2 separate regions of the Hordeum vulgare genome follow, and region 2 is linked to region 1. A link is a contact called in public HiChIP or PLAC-seq data. All regions are on one chromosome and are shown on one strand. The core of a region is the stretch at or near the end of the contact, and the rest is flanking DNA. Distances in the headings are between cores, read along the strand shown. Region 1 holds the start of LOC123395869 (cyclin-dependent kinase inhibitor 6-like). Region 2 holds the start of LOC123398741 (protein transport protein SEC23-like).

The links. HiChIP or PLAC-seq counts read pairs in DNA pulled down with a chosen protein or histone mark.
Region 2: an H3K4me3 HiChIP or PLAC-seq map of embryo shows a contact between it and region 1, with 5 times the contacts expected there. The contact joins the promoter of LOC123398741 here to the promoter of LOC123395869 in region 1. A contact is called at or near these places in 1 of 6 Hi-C or Micro-C datasets (leaf) and 1 of 1 datasets of contacts at active chromatin or transcription factors (embryo).

What each region holds. Positions count from the first base shown.
Region 1 is chr5H:461,886,905-461,894,538 of MorexV3_pseudomolecules_assembly, reverse strand. It overlaps LOC123395869 (cyclin-dependent kinase inhibitor 6-like), which reads left to right and starts at 4,444. Exons shown (of 3, transcript XM_045090901.1): 1 at 4,444-4,755; 2 at 4,887-4,985; 3 at 5,583-5,913. The coding sequence starts at 4,667. The coding sequence ends at 5,652.
Region 2 is chr5H:462,080,357-462,087,990 of MorexV3_pseudomolecules_assembly, reverse strand. It overlaps LOC123398741 (protein transport protein SEC23-like), which reads right to left and starts at 3,971. Exons shown (of 13, transcript XM_045093195.1): 1 at 3,633-3,971; 2 at 2,583-3,157; 3 at 2,268-2,483; 4 at 1,984-2,157; 5 at 1,362-1,523; 6 at 134-276. The coding sequence starts at 3,092.

The DNA.
Region 1 (7,634 bases), core at 3,195-5,694:
CTTATAGAAATGCCCTTGCGTACATTTTCCGTCGAGTCAAAGGCCTTTGACCGATACATTTTTTTATACGCGCACTTAACGGTCAAAGGTCTTTGACTGGACGGAAAATGTACGAAAGGGTATTTCTATAAACGCACTTAACGGAAGAGGGGTATAGTTGAGCACTGTTTTTATTTAAGGGTAATGATGAGGTCGGGACGAAATTAGGGGAAAATATGTAAATGTTCCTATATTCAATATCTAAGTAGCTAGCCCTCACTAACAAATTTCTCTCAACATACAAGTATGCCACATTAGCATGCAAGAAAAGGCCCACCTCAACATGCAATCATGCAATGGAAAATGTCCACCTCAACATGATAAGAACTTCCATTTTATTATGCTATTAAAATTTATGTTTAATAAATAATCTACAACTATACAACAGGATTAAGCATCATAGGTTTTAGCTTAAGAATTGTGAAGAGGTTAAGAACCTAGTGGAATCCACCGTGAGGGGTCAGTTTTAGTTATCAGATTATTATCCAAATATTCATGTTCCATACAACTAAGTATCACAAAAAAATATTGCAAACATTCCCGTGATAATGTGCATATTATCATATAATTTTGATAAAAGAAGGGCACTATAGTCTACAAATGACCAAAGTTGTAGACTACTACATGTAAAATGTGTTGCTTTTCCCCTCAAGAGAAGGGAAGATGCAGCACGATATAGATAAGTATTTCCCTCAGTGAGATTCAAGGTTATCGAATCAATAAGAGAATCACGCAAACCCCGTTCAACAACACCTAGATACACAGAACCAAACACTTGCATCCAACGTGGGCAAGAGGGTTGTCAAGCCCCTTGAACTCGTTACTTGCAAGGATTAAATACTGGTAGATAAATAATAGAAATACAAATAAATAAATAACAGTAAATAAATTACAGCATAGTATTTTTGAACTTTTAATAACTTTGTTCAAGTAGACCCGGGGGTCATAGTTTCTGTTAGAGGCTTCTCAACATATCATGCAGTGGGTAAATAAATTACTATTGGCCAATTGACAGAATAACGCATATATGACATGTTGTTCACGGCAATGATTATATATATATATATATATATATATATATATATATATATATATATAGAAACTCTATTCATCACCTAGGGTGCAGAATAAATTATTCCTCACTCGAGGTAATTTTTCGGCTATTTCATAAATAAATTAAATTTGAAATGCAAATAGATACATTTATATTGATTAACTACGAAAAATTTGACATAAGAAAACAAAAATATAGATCATAAGACCAGAAAAATCGCATTTTATGTATAATTTACACTATATATTTATGTTTGTAATTTTACGTGACATAAAATATATTTTTCGGTGACTATTTTTTTTATGGTCTCTTTTTACGTATGAGATAAGATTAAAATTTAAGAAACGTAAAATTATGGTGTAATAATATGAATATAGAGGGGGTGAAGAATAACTATTCCTCACCGAGGGTGACATATAGGGTCGCGCTATTCGCTATAGGGTCGAGCTATATATCATGTAAATAAACAAGTAGATTGACTCATGCTTGCATGCACTAATATTACTTCACTCGTCGACCGTCATCCAGCATGCATACAGAGCATTAAATATGAAACAGAGTAATGATTGGAGCAAGATGACATGACGTAAAGGAAGTAAGACAAACAATATGTTCAGACCTCGTCGTTTTATCCTTAATGGCAACACTATAATATGTGTTATCTCCCTTTCTGTCAGTGGGATTGAACGGTGCCGGAGCGGGTGATGACCCCGCCACCTGACGATGGTGTCATGGCCAAGACATACGATGGTGTGGTGGCGGCCCCGGCTACTGCTGGCGTGGTGGCGGCTACAACAACGACAAGAGCTGCCTTCAGGGGTGGTGGAGCGTGTAGTTGGTGGCGTGCGCACACCCACCAGGGACGCCACGTGCACTACACGCTTCAGAGGACTGTCGCGCCGATGCGGTGAAGCCTCCCAACTAGAGCTGTCCTCTGGCGTAGTGGCTCATCGACGACGAACGATCGGTGCCATTGGCGATTGGGGGAGAAGCAAACTAGACAAGCTACTGGGAGGGAGGGGATGAAGGCAATGTGGAGTTACCGGCCATGAGGGTTTATATAGCACCCGACAAACATTGGGGATTTGGAGATTTCACTGAGCCGGGCGGGAAGCTAGAGCTGTAGGACGGTTTTGTGTGTGGGAACCTGCGCGGTTGTGTGTCGGAACCTGCGCGGTTGTGCGCGGGAACGGGTTCATTGAGCCGACGCGTGGCCAAAAGCGGTGCCGAAGCATGCACTCGAATCCTTGTGTGGCAACGCGGTGACATGACATGCGAGAGGAGGACGGGGTGATGTGCAGGCAGACGGGTCATAATAATAAAACGTATGTGATATTAATACAAGCAAACATCACTTCCCAACATAGCATCGGTAATGATTTCATCCAGCTCTGACAATTGTTTAGCAGCAATCGTCTGCCCACAACACACATAGCTTGTCAGTATGAATCGTTTGAGTTAATATTTGTCTTCCCACACAATTCTGTTGAATAAACTGTTTGCCGGATATCACACACACCTTGTTATGGTAACTCGTTTGTGTTCTAGGTGTATCAACGCAAACAATTTGTCTGAGCGAATTATATCTCGTACTTCGCACACATATGTATTTTGTGAACCGTTTGTGTTATCTTGTCTAATCGCAAACAGCTCATAAGAACCAACTATAAGCCTGCATCACACGCTAGTCTAATCTCAAACATGTCTGATGGACCAGTCATTGCACACAGTTTTCTTTATTAGCGACGGGGCTATAACTACACCGTTTTCGATGGCTCGATTGCACACAGTTTAGACGAAGGGTCTCTGATTGATGTGTCGTAACCACCCTGCAGTGGTGGGCTATGAATAGTTTCCACTTCAGCTGCCCATTCATCTTCAACCAACAATGCATAACGTTGAATTTTTTTGCTCTAACTTTTTGAAACGGTACACGCATGAGAAGGCTACCAAATAGAACATTGTCAAGGTAACTATGCACATTCGGCTAGGGTTCAACAAAACATCCGGCTAGGGATTAACAAAACTATAGACATCCGGCTAGCGATTAACAAAACCATGCACATCCGGCTAGCGATCAACAAAATTCTACATATCTAGCTAGTGATTAACAAAACATCCGGCTAGGGATTAACAAAACTATAGACATCCGGCTAACGATTAACAAAACCATGCACATCCGGCCAGCGATCAACAAAATTCTACATATCTAGCTAGTGATTAACAAAATTATGCATATCTGGCTAGTGATCAACAAAACAATGCACATACATCTAGTGATCAACAAGACAATGCACCACCGTCCTTCCGCTTCTTGAGCTTCTGCTCCTTTGCGGGCTTCGCTTTGACATGTCGATTTTGCTGCACCGTCGAGTTGATCTTCAGGGCGAAGGTGATGCTGGGATCCTCCTCCACCTCCACCACCATCTCCATCTCTGATAGGCCTCATCTGGTGCCATGCAGCGACGGTGGAAGAGAAGAAGAAAGTGAAAGAAAAGGGCGAAAAATGCTTGGAGAGGGGTGGGGTGAAAGAAGAAAGTGGGGAATTTCGACATGAAAACAGTGCGGGTGCTACAAAAGCACGGGCTCCGCCTCCTAAGTGGGCAATGGGGGTGAGAGACCGACATGGCGTGTGCCACGACTCCTGCAGAACCTCATGGTTCTGGTCTACGAGAAAAAAAGTGATCCGGACTGCAGCGCAGGAACACGGTGGATGACTTTCGGGACCCGGGTTGTACAATCTTGAGGATCATTGGAGATGCGCAAAGACGGTCCAGTCCTTTGCACGGGTAAAAACCAAGGCATCTTCCGGTTTGGGCAAAGGGCAATGCGGCGCTTCTGTGCACGCATGTCCGTCCATCCGTCACAGGACTCGGCGGTTTATCCGTAGCAACCGCCAACCGGTGACCCGTGCCACAGCTACATCGGCACGTGACGATAGAAGTAGTAGCATATACGGATCTCCCGGCGCCGCCGAGACCCACCCACCCACCAAGCACCAACCAACTAACCGCCCCACACGACGGCATATGCACGCAGCTCGCGCGCAATTTCCCGCGAAGAACCCCACAGCGCACGCACGATCGCGCCTCCTCCCGCCGACCCCAGCTCATGCTTGCATCTACCACGGTAGAGTAGATGGATAGATCAACGGAAGAAAGTGCCACGGCGTAGGCGTGCGCATGCGGCCACAGTGCCCGCGTAGCCGTAGTGGCGCCCCACGCCCGTCCAGGCCGGCCAAGTACGCCGGCCGGCGCCCCGCGCCCGCTCGACACGTACGCCCCGCTCCATTTCCCGTCTGATCTCAGTGCTCAGCTAGCTGCTAGAGTGAGTAGCTGCTGTTAATTACTACTCCTCCTACTCGGAATCTCTCGGCTGGGACGTCGTACGACCACCGTTTCCCACCTAATCCAATCGTTATCTCCTCCCACCCAGTCCCAGCCCAGCCCGGCCCCGTAATAGCCATCGAGCACAGCACCCACCACCGGCACAGGCGCGCGCGTGGGTGGAAAAAAAGTAGGCATAGAGAAAGAGAGAGCAGGAGAGAAGGAAGCAGAAAAGAAAAGGCCGGCCATGGCCGCCACCGCCGCGGCCACCGTGACGGCGGCGGCGTCGAGCTGCGGCAAGCGCGAGAGCGCCGGCGTTGCGGTGCCCGCCGACTTGTCAGTCCCCAGCTCTCCCTCTCCCTGCCTTCCTCCCTTCTCCTCACGACAAACCATTCGAAGCTCTGCTGCTGCGTCTGGACTCTGGAGTCATGCTCATTCTTTGGCCTGCTGTTTGCCGTCGTGCGCAGGGCGAAGAAGGCGAAGAAGGGGAGGTCACCGCCGGCGGAGGAGATGGAGGCCTTCTTCGCCGCGGCGGAGGGCGACGTCGCGCGGCGCTTCGCTGCCAAGTGAGTACCACTGCGCATGCACGCGCTTCATCTGAGCTGAAGCTCCGGCCTCCGGCGTCCGTTTGGCGCCGGCTTCCTCCTATGCCCTCGGGGAAAAGCTGCGAGGCTCGGGCTGCTGTGGATTTATACGGGAGTAGCTAGCAATGCATGAGCAGCAGTGGGCCTGTGGATTGTGCTCAAGCAACATGAGGCCTCTGCTGCTGCTGAAGATCTCGGTTGTCAGTCAGTTTGGTGTCGCACGCACACTCGCCAAGCATGTGCCTTGCCCTGCAATTCTCTGTCGCTGTTTTTCTTTTTCTCTTGATGAAAAGGCTGGCTGCTGGTGCTAGTGCAGGAATTTGAACAAAACCACTACACATATAGGGAGTTTTGAGCACCAAATTTTGTAGAAAAAGACACAACTAAGACGGATTAGGAGAATTCTGAACAGCAAAGGAAAAAGTGGTTTCAACTTTAAGATATATTCGTATTTAGACAAATCAAGGACAATTTTTAGTGATGAAGGAAATATTTTCAGAAAAAGAAAAGTGAAGTGGGCAGAGTGCAGTACAACTACTGTTCTTTTCTAACGTTTGGATCTTGTGCTTTGGATTGAAGGTACAACTATGACGTCGTGAAGGACGCTCCCATTGATGGGCGGTACGAGTGGGTCCGAGTGAGGCCGTAGGAAGGATGCCGCAGCAACCAGTCAAGTGTCAGAAGCACAGCAAAGACAGACCACATCGTGTCCTTTTTAATCATTCTTTTGTAGTTACCCTGTCATGCTTTATTAGCTGTAATTATTGCTCACGAGATGCCTAATTGATTCTGTAAAAGCTCACCATGTAAGTCGTCAGTGGATCCTTTCACCTGTAGCTAGTTTGCTTTTATTAGCTTGTCGTGATGTGTTTTGTTTCATCAAGGAAAACAAAGTGTCGTTATTTGTGTACATTGTCTTGTAGTAGCAGTTCTTTTGTTTTGACATGGCATATCTCAACACCTCGCGCATGGTTAGAGCACCTATAACCCGACGGACGCGTTCAGTGACCGGACAGGAAAAAGAAGGAAAAAAAAAGACTCAATCGAATCCATCGTATTATCCCTATACGTTTGGACTATTCGCATACCCTTATATTCATAAAAAATATAGGAAGGATATGATGGCTCGCGGACGTGTCCAATCAGTCCGGTACGTAGGATGCAACCCTACCCGAACGACCTTTTCTTTTTCTTTATTCATTCTTCTCTCTCTCTCTCTCTCTCTCTTCCTCTCCATCAATCAAGTGCAAGTGATCGGACATATAAGGAAGCAAATAAGGAGTATAGCTGCGCGGACGGATAAATAGGAGACACGACCGATCACTCACCGGGCATATCCGCGGGCATTTATGGGGAGGGGGTCATATTTTCTATGTGCGAGTGCAGATGCTCTTAGGGAATCTCCAAAACGGACACATGAACCGCCAGCATCGGACCCCGGGCTTCGAGGGGTGTTTTGCAATGCAAAGCGAGGATGCATGGTCCGCCGATCGTTTTTTTAAATAGAAAGCAAAGTAGAAGGTTTTGAAAGAATTTTGAGTTTTCATTTCCAAGATTAACCCACTTAATGGTGGCTCTTTGTCTCTAGTAAATTCTTTGAAAAAGGGATCTTGAGTAGGTACTCCGTGAGCATTTCTTTGTCATTTCTCTCCACTAGAGTGAGGTCTCTGAATTCTTCAAATGTGTCCCACATCAAAAGATTGTTGCATTTGTAGCTTGAATTATACTAGCAAGGTTGGATATGTTTTTGCTCCAAATTTTGAGACCTTCCTAAGTCTCTTGAATTTGACAGTGATCATCTTTGCACTATCAGTTTCTTACAGAGGCTAACTCCAGATGTTCTCAACAGTTTCCTTGATAGTGATGTGCTCAAGACAAAAGTTTTCAAATTTTAAAATCTTGGATTTTGTAATGCTTGTGCCAATCGAAATAACACAAGGAGTGTAATAAGACATGTGTTTGGGCAAAGGGGATACTAGAGTGTTTGGGTAGTGAGTTGACCAGTTTTCTGAAGTGAACACCGAGGGTGAAGTCATATTTATTGATTCTTCTAGGACATAAATTTTTAAGATAATTGCTATCAAAGGTTTCTCTTTTTGTTTCTTGAAGACTAGCCAGTGCACAGCCTGACTCTTCTATCTTGTTTGAAATAGCTAGTCATTTATCACTTTAGTTAATCCCTATATTCCAGTTTAAAATATTCCATGATCTACTCATTGTAGTGTAAAATAGGATAAATATGCTTGCACAAAGAGCTATCAAACATTCCTCTGCAGTCAGGTGCTTGTCAGTCACATATCTCCATATAGGCCACACAACAATTTTTAATTCCACTTAAACATTATGAAGGCAACAAAGTAACTGTTGCACTCACACATATTCCAGTCATCCAGGTAAAAGAAAAATGTAATAAACATGGCCTTGCTCAGATTATCACATAGGCATGTCGTTTTCATAAACCTATCCCAATCCATTAGCAAAATATATTGCCATCTCTCTCCGAGCATTATCAAGTTTCCTTCTAGTCCCTCCATGTTGGTTGCTTCCCTCCTTTCTTGGCTTTGTTTCTGTGAAGAAATTCTTCAGTGCAACTCTTGGGGTCCACCTTGAAATACGAAATGTTTAAGTTTT
Region 2 (7,634 bases), core at 2,722-5,221, 190 kb before region 1:
AGAGCTGGATAAGTACAAATTGCATTTGAATGGTTAGGCCATTCGGTTCCTATTCTCTCTCTTTTTTTAACGGATATTTTTTAATATAACATCAACAAAATATAAATAAGAGCAAGAGAAAATAATGGTTTACTTGAATGATAATCCAAGGCCGTTATCTGCTGACTGAAAGATGCGGAGAAGCGAGTCTTTGAAAACAGAGTGACCAAAACTTTCAGCAAGCACAACAATTCCCCCAGTCTTCTCAATTGCAACCTTCATTTCAGCAACACCAACCTGAAAACTCAAGCATAAAGAAAATGTTGCTTCAGACAAAATAACCATGACGCACCAGATAGTGTACACAAAGGTGAGTTTCCATAGCTTCATTTGGCAGTGTAGTAGCTTTTCAAGAGCACGTGTTTACAACTAGTTTTGGATACAACAGTTAGTTGATAGCATTTTTTATCGACAAGACCAACATCTTACTAGCATAAGCAACTTCTACTATAAATAACTAAATGCCACGCGTAGTACCGCATGAGGACTGTGGACTTGCCCTTCATAACTCTGATTGTCTATCAACTCTGTCCTATTACAGTCACTGGAAGCAACTAAGTAGTTTCTTACATTTATTACTTGCACACACTGGAAATAGTATATGTGTTGAGGTCCCTCACTAGCATACGACTCACAGTAATAGCTAAGCTAATGCTTTACATAAAATGGACCCATTCGAAAAAAAAGGTAGCTAATTTGCATTATGATGATACTGTCGGTCAGGAATCTAGTTCATGTCTTAGAATTGTGCATATGGATGATATCTGATGCACTAATATATGGATATGTGATACCGACATGGACATTCAGCACAGGCAACAGTTAAATAACTACAGTTTTGAATCGAAGCTACACAAATAAGCAATAATCAATGGTTCTAGCTAGACACCTCTAATATTAATAGCTGCAAAATCATGGAGAAAAAGGTGAAAGCGTTAGAGAACACATTCAACAAGCTGATTTCTATCCATACAAGGGTATGTGTGGCCTCATACTTAGTACCCCATCCATTCTCTTTTTGCTTGTCATTATGGATATCTTTTTGAAGTATATGTGGATTATCCAAACTTCTCCATTAGTTCGTACTTTTGGTTCTACCGGTTGGTGCATGAAACTCAATAAAACACATGTTGTCTCCGGTACACAACTTTGAATATACCCTTTTCTAATTATAAATGCAATGATATGAAAGTACTTATGATGCCAATTCTGCTTGATATTATTTTGACAAGTCTAAGTAGCTGTATATGCTAGGAAACAGTTTCCAGGTTTAACTGCACTAAGACGACATCAATAAAAGAAGTATAAAATAAGCAACAGACCTGATCGACTGCACACGCAAACAAATCCAGCACATGTCCTTGGTGCACAAGCTGCTTGGCAATCTGATCATAGAACTTAACAGCTTTATCATGAAGTGGAGCCGAGTCTTTATCGAGGTCTTTGTGTGAGCGAATTGGCTCTGCTAAGGATTTCGATACAATCTGGAAATTTTGCAGAACAGTCATCATACTACACAAGAAGCATATAAAAGAATATGTATACATTGTACAGTTATTATGATATATGTAAATCATAGATGACATAAGTTCCAAGCATAATCAACATATGTATTCAGCGCAATTTGGCAGAAATCTATGGTGTGTATTTCTGTCCTTCGATAGGGGGCCTTCTGGCGCACAGTGCTCTAAAACTAATGAAAACAGTGAGTTAAACATGAGTTTACCTTTCAAGAAAAGAAACAATAGTATCTTGTTACAAGCCAAAGGTGCAATGCTAGAACATGATAAAATAATAGTGTTTTTAGAACATCGAGGAAATGATGGTGCTCCAAGCTTAAAAACCTTTCTGGTTGCACATCTAAGCACGTGAACCGAAAACTGAGTGTGACAGACAACCAAATAACTCAAAAGAAGGCAATCATTCAATGTTATTTGGACTTACAGAACCAGGTCCCTCTGTAGATGGACCACCAACAAATGCCATGATCCTAGCACCTGATCCAGGGACACAAACCCCCAGGAGACTGGCCGCCACACTTAATGCAGCTCCAGTGCATCTTGATGCACGTTGATCAGCTGGAATATGCCAAGGGTCCTTTTGCAGCTCTTCAATAACCTGTACATACAGTGAAATCATCGAATCATGTGCTTGACACATTAAAAATTTGGAATATGAACAATTATATGGACAATATGATCTTCTATTGAGTGATATCGATTCTTAACTGAGTTCAGTACAAACTCGCACTCCGAAGCAGGCACAAGGAATCTAGAGATGCTCTCTGATGAAAGACCATCCCTAGTTCCAGCTATTACCCCTGTGGTGGGCTTTTGTTTGCCTGCAAAGAAGCACATTTGCTCCAATATTTGTTCCTTGCTGACCTCCTTTGTTCCCTTGAACACATATGACTTCGGCAACAAACCAAAACCCAATTCATGCACCTACATGCACCAATAATGAAAATATGTTGCTAAATAAAGCATTGAATACAGAATGAAACATTTAGGGACAGAACATTATGAGTAAACACAGAACTATACCTGTACATATGTCCCAAAAGTAATGAACCCAATAAGGGAATTATCTGGCAATAGCTCAGTAGCCTGTGCCAGAGCAGACTTCAAATAACCAATTTCTTCCTCGATGATGCAAGTATCCACAACAAAGATGAAAACAGGAGGCATTACAGGACCTGTTTCTGCAGTGGATATGTACTCAATTGTGGTATACTGAGGAAAGAGTTCTGGAGGGAGATTGTTTTCTGAGATCGAGGAATAGTGTTGAGGGAATTGATTGCGCTGAAAGCAGAATGTACAGAGCCAGATCTTCGCATTATAGTCTACTCTGGAGAAAGGATTGAGGATTGAACGACACATGCGGCAGCGAAGGGGAGAATATGGGACTACTGGCATATCAGGAATTGACTTGAGAGGGGTATAGATGGCAGAAACAGGGACGACGCAGCTCACAGCATCCTCCTTTGTGCCTGGAAAAACGTTCCATGGCATCCTTATCCCATCCAGAGCCTCAAGCTCGAGGAACTCAGACATTTTGTATACAGCAGCCTTATGTATGCTATTTGTGTCAGGCCTCTGCAAGTGAAATGATACCCAACCTGCAAATTTCAGATCAAATAGCAAGTGAGAAGTCGGTGAGCATATGCAAGCAAACATAGAGCACCAAGACCACCGCAGAAGGACAATTCAATACAATCTGCTCAAATGCAATATCTGATACAATAGTTCTTCCACATCAAAATTGTGTTTTTGCACGTTCCTAGCAAAACTTTTTACACTCATGCCAAACGAATAACCGAATGTGGTGACATGCAGCGCGAAATTGCCCTCCGGGTAGCCCAAAACTCCCACAAACTAGCGAAGTGGCAAGGGCTGATTTCGACTTGTTCTACCTGTGTGACAAAACCGCCGCAAAATATTCGAGATCGCAATTGCTTCCCGGCCATCCGCCCACCAAACACTACCGAAAACCCTCGCAGCTAAACACGGCGAACCCTAGTCCCTGGATCTCCAAGAACGACCTCGCCTTCAGGAAACGGAAAGGCAGGGGAGGCAAGCAGAGGCGGCGCTTACCGGCGGATCACTCGCGAACACTGCCGCGCCGCGAGAAACAGAAGGGTAAGTCACCGCCTAGTGCCGGCCAGCCGCACCGTCGCCGGCGTTGGGGCAGGAGGCGATGGAGGCGGCACGGTGGAGCGCGCGATGCGATCGGGACTCGGGAGGGGGCTCTCCAGTCGGGGGACAAGAAGGAGAGGGGTGAGGTGGCGCCGGACTGAGGTCTTGTGGGGCCGATGTTCGGTGATGAAGGGCTCGGATGGGCGCGTCGGAAGCGAGGCCGGATCGGACGGCTCGCACGAGGCCTGCTTGCGTGGCCTGCCCTGACTCGGCTTCCGGTTGTTGTGGACACCGGGTGTCTCGGCGCTGGCAAAACTTTTCCGACAACCGCGAGAGTAGGGGTTTCATGTCCGAGCCGGGCTGGCGGTCCGTCGTCCGGAAAAATTAAAACCGGTGTCTTGTTCGGTTTTTCTTTTAAAGATGCAACAAAAAGGTTTTTAAGCAATTTTTTAGGGCTTTTAAGCAAACTTTAATATGCAAAGGTGTTTTTAGCAAAAGCAACCACACGCCAAAGGCCCACCAACCGGGCTCGATTTTCTTTTTGGTGATTGATTTATCGAATTACATCTATAATATTATAATATGTGTATTTGTTTGATTCGGCATGAAAAAGTAGCGTCATTACTCGACAGGGTTATGTCGTTCAAATGGCGGAGGTGCGGATGGGGGGAGGGGGTCGGTACGAGAAATGACGGGTGACGCAACTGCATCGCCTTCACGCTCTCAGCTCGCGTGTCGTTTTAATGCCGACACCAGTGAAAAGTTGCGCATGCTTTAGACCAGCATGAAGCAGCGTCGACACTTTCAAGTGACATGAATGCGCGACAACATCTTCACGCATGAGAGAGTGCGAGAGAGATTTTCGGGTGGGTCTAGGGTGTCGGACTCGTGCATGGCAGCGGTTCGAACGTTCATAACCTTCCCTCCCCACCCCACCCACCCACCCCCACCCCTTGTCGGTGTCAACCGGCAGATCTCTGGTAGGGGGTCCCGAATTGTGAATCTTGGATTGATGGGTAACAAGAGACAAAGAAGACGATGTTTACCCAGGTTCGGGCCCTCTTGATGGAGGTAAAGCCCTATGTATTGCTCTTGTTTATATTGATGATGTGGTATCGAGTACATAGTTGATCTACCTCGAGGTCATGTTGTGGTATAAACCCTAGGAATAATGATCTTAACCTGTCCTACGAACTAAAACCCTCCGGTTTATATAGATACCAGGGGTACTAGGTTACACAATATCGGTTATACCAAGGAGAAAACATGTCGATTACCATGTGGTCGTGGGGTGCATGTCAAGTCTTCGAAAGAGTACATCTTGAATACAATGGTGTCTTCTAGTCTGAATTCCAATGATGATTAACACACGACCCACGAGTCCGACCCACGAAAGTAGGTAAGCGACCCAAGGACCCCTTATTCCCGGACTCCCTCGGTAGCCCTCGAACTGGCATCCAATGTCGAAGTCTTGATCTACCATCTTCACACATTCAAAGTCTTCGCCTTGCGCGACGAGTTCCTCTCATCCCCATGTTCTGCTGACTCTAGTCCAGCTTGCACCGCATTCTTGATTGTCAAAACGTCGCATGGCCCGCAAAATTAATTTACTTCTAAAGGGTTAATCATACCCCTCGATTCCCGTGCGCCAATAAGAGATAGGCAGTTCCAATAATATTTTCACAAAACCCCTTCACGTGAAACGGGGAAATCTACTTATTACATAAGCCAAGCGCGCTTCCAGCAACACACCCTATCCCCCCAACCGTCGAGAAGAACACCAAAAAATCAAAGGCATGGCGAGTGCTCCAGGCTCCTCCTCGTACCCTCATGGCCCTATCCCACGCGACTAGGCAAGCTCTTCTGTCCCTCGTATTCGTCTGTGTGAACTAGAGGTGCAAGCATATTTCCCTTCCTTAGATCTAGCGCCTTCCCGTTCTAGATTAACTTCCGCAAATGGTGAAGCTTTCGCACACAAATCCCCTACTCCTCGCAAGGATGAGAGGGTATGTTTCCTTCCCTTCCTCTTATGAGGTTTGTGTTGGGGAACGTTGCATGGGAAACAAAAACTTCCGTACGCACACGCAAGACCTAACCATTGTGATGATCATCTACGAGAGGGGAGAGTGAATCAACATACCCTTGTAGATCGCTAAGGGAAGCGTATATAACGCGGTTGATGTAGTGGAACATCTTCGTGATCCAAATCGCAGCTCATCCCGCGATCTCATCATGATCCGTCCCGCAATCTTATCACGGTCCTTCTCGATCTAGCGCCGAACGGGCGGCACCTCCGCGTTCAGCACACGTACGGCTCGATGACATCTCCTCCTTCTTGATCCAGCAAGATAGGAAGGAGAAGTAGATAGTATCTCAACTAGCACGATAGCATGGTGGAGATGATGGTGGAGCAGTGCCAGCAGGGCTTCGCCAAGCGCTGCCAGAACCGATCTGAGGAGAAAACAGAGTTATGGGAAAGGTAGGGCTGCCACTGGGGCGTGGGAATTGGTGTGTTCAGCCCCTCCCTCTCCCGCACTATATATAGGAGGCTAGGAGGAGGGTTGGGTCGCAGCCCTAGCCCCTTCTCCAAGGAGGGGCGTGGGCCTAGGGAGGTTTCCTCCCTCCCCAAGGCACTTAGGAGGTGCCTTCCCCTTAGAGGACTCTTCTCTCCCAACCGCATGGGCCCTTGGGGGCTGTCCCAACAAGGCTTGGACGCCCCCTTACAACCCATGCATGTCCTAGGGGTTGTAGGGACCCTTCCGGACTCCTCCGGAACCCTCTAAAACCTTCTAGAACCTTCTAGAAGCTTCCCGGTACAATACCGATAAAACCTGAAACTTTTCTGGTAGCCAAAATAGGACTTCCCATATATAAATCTTTACCTCCGGACCATTCCGGAGCTCGTCGTGACGTCATCGGTATGTTACTTGCCCGAGATTCGATCGTCGGTATCTCCATACCTAGTTCAATCTCATTACCGGCAAGTCTCTTTACTCGTTCCGTAATACAAGATATCGTGACTAACTCCTTAGTCACATTGCTTGCAAGGCTTGTTGCGATGTTGTATTACCGAGTGGACCCCGAGATACCTCTCCGTCACATGGAGTGACAAATCCCAGTCTTGATCCACGCCAACCCAACATACACCTTCGTAGATACCTGTAGAGCACCTTTATAGTCACTCAGTAACGTTGCGATGTTTTATACACACAAGGTATTCCTCCGGTGTCCGGGAGTTGCATGATCTCATGGTCATAGAAACAGATACATTGACATGCAGAAAACAGTAGCAATAAACTGACACGATCATATGCTACGTTTATAGGTTGGGTCTTGTCCATCACATCATTCTCCTGATGATGTGATCCCGTTATCAAGTGACAACACTTGTCTATGGCCAGGAAACCTTAACCATCTTTGATCAACAAGCTAGTCAACTAGAGGCTTGATGACCCACAGGTATAGGAGATCAATCATAGTCCTTTCGATAAGTAAGAGTGTCGAACCCAACGAGGAGCAGAAGGATCTGACAAGTGGTTTTCAGCAAGGAAATATCTGCAAGCACTGAAATTATCGGTAACAAGTGATTGTGTGGTGAGATGATTCGTAGCAAGCAACAAGTAACAAGAGTAGCAACGGTGCAGCAAAGTGGCCCAATCCCTTTTGTAGCAAGGGACAAGCCTGGACAAAGTCGTATAGGACGAAAAACACTCCCGAGGACACACGGGAATTTCTGCCATGCTAGTTTCATCACGTTCATATGATTCGCGTTCGTTACTTTGATAGTTTGATATGTGGGTGGACCAGCGCTTGGGTACTGCCCGTACTTGGACAAGCATCCCACTTATGATTAACCCCTCTCGCAAGCATCCGCAACTACGAAAGAAGAATTAAGACAAAGTCTAACCATAGCATTAAACTAGTGGATCCAAATCAGCCCCGCACGAAGCAACGCATAAA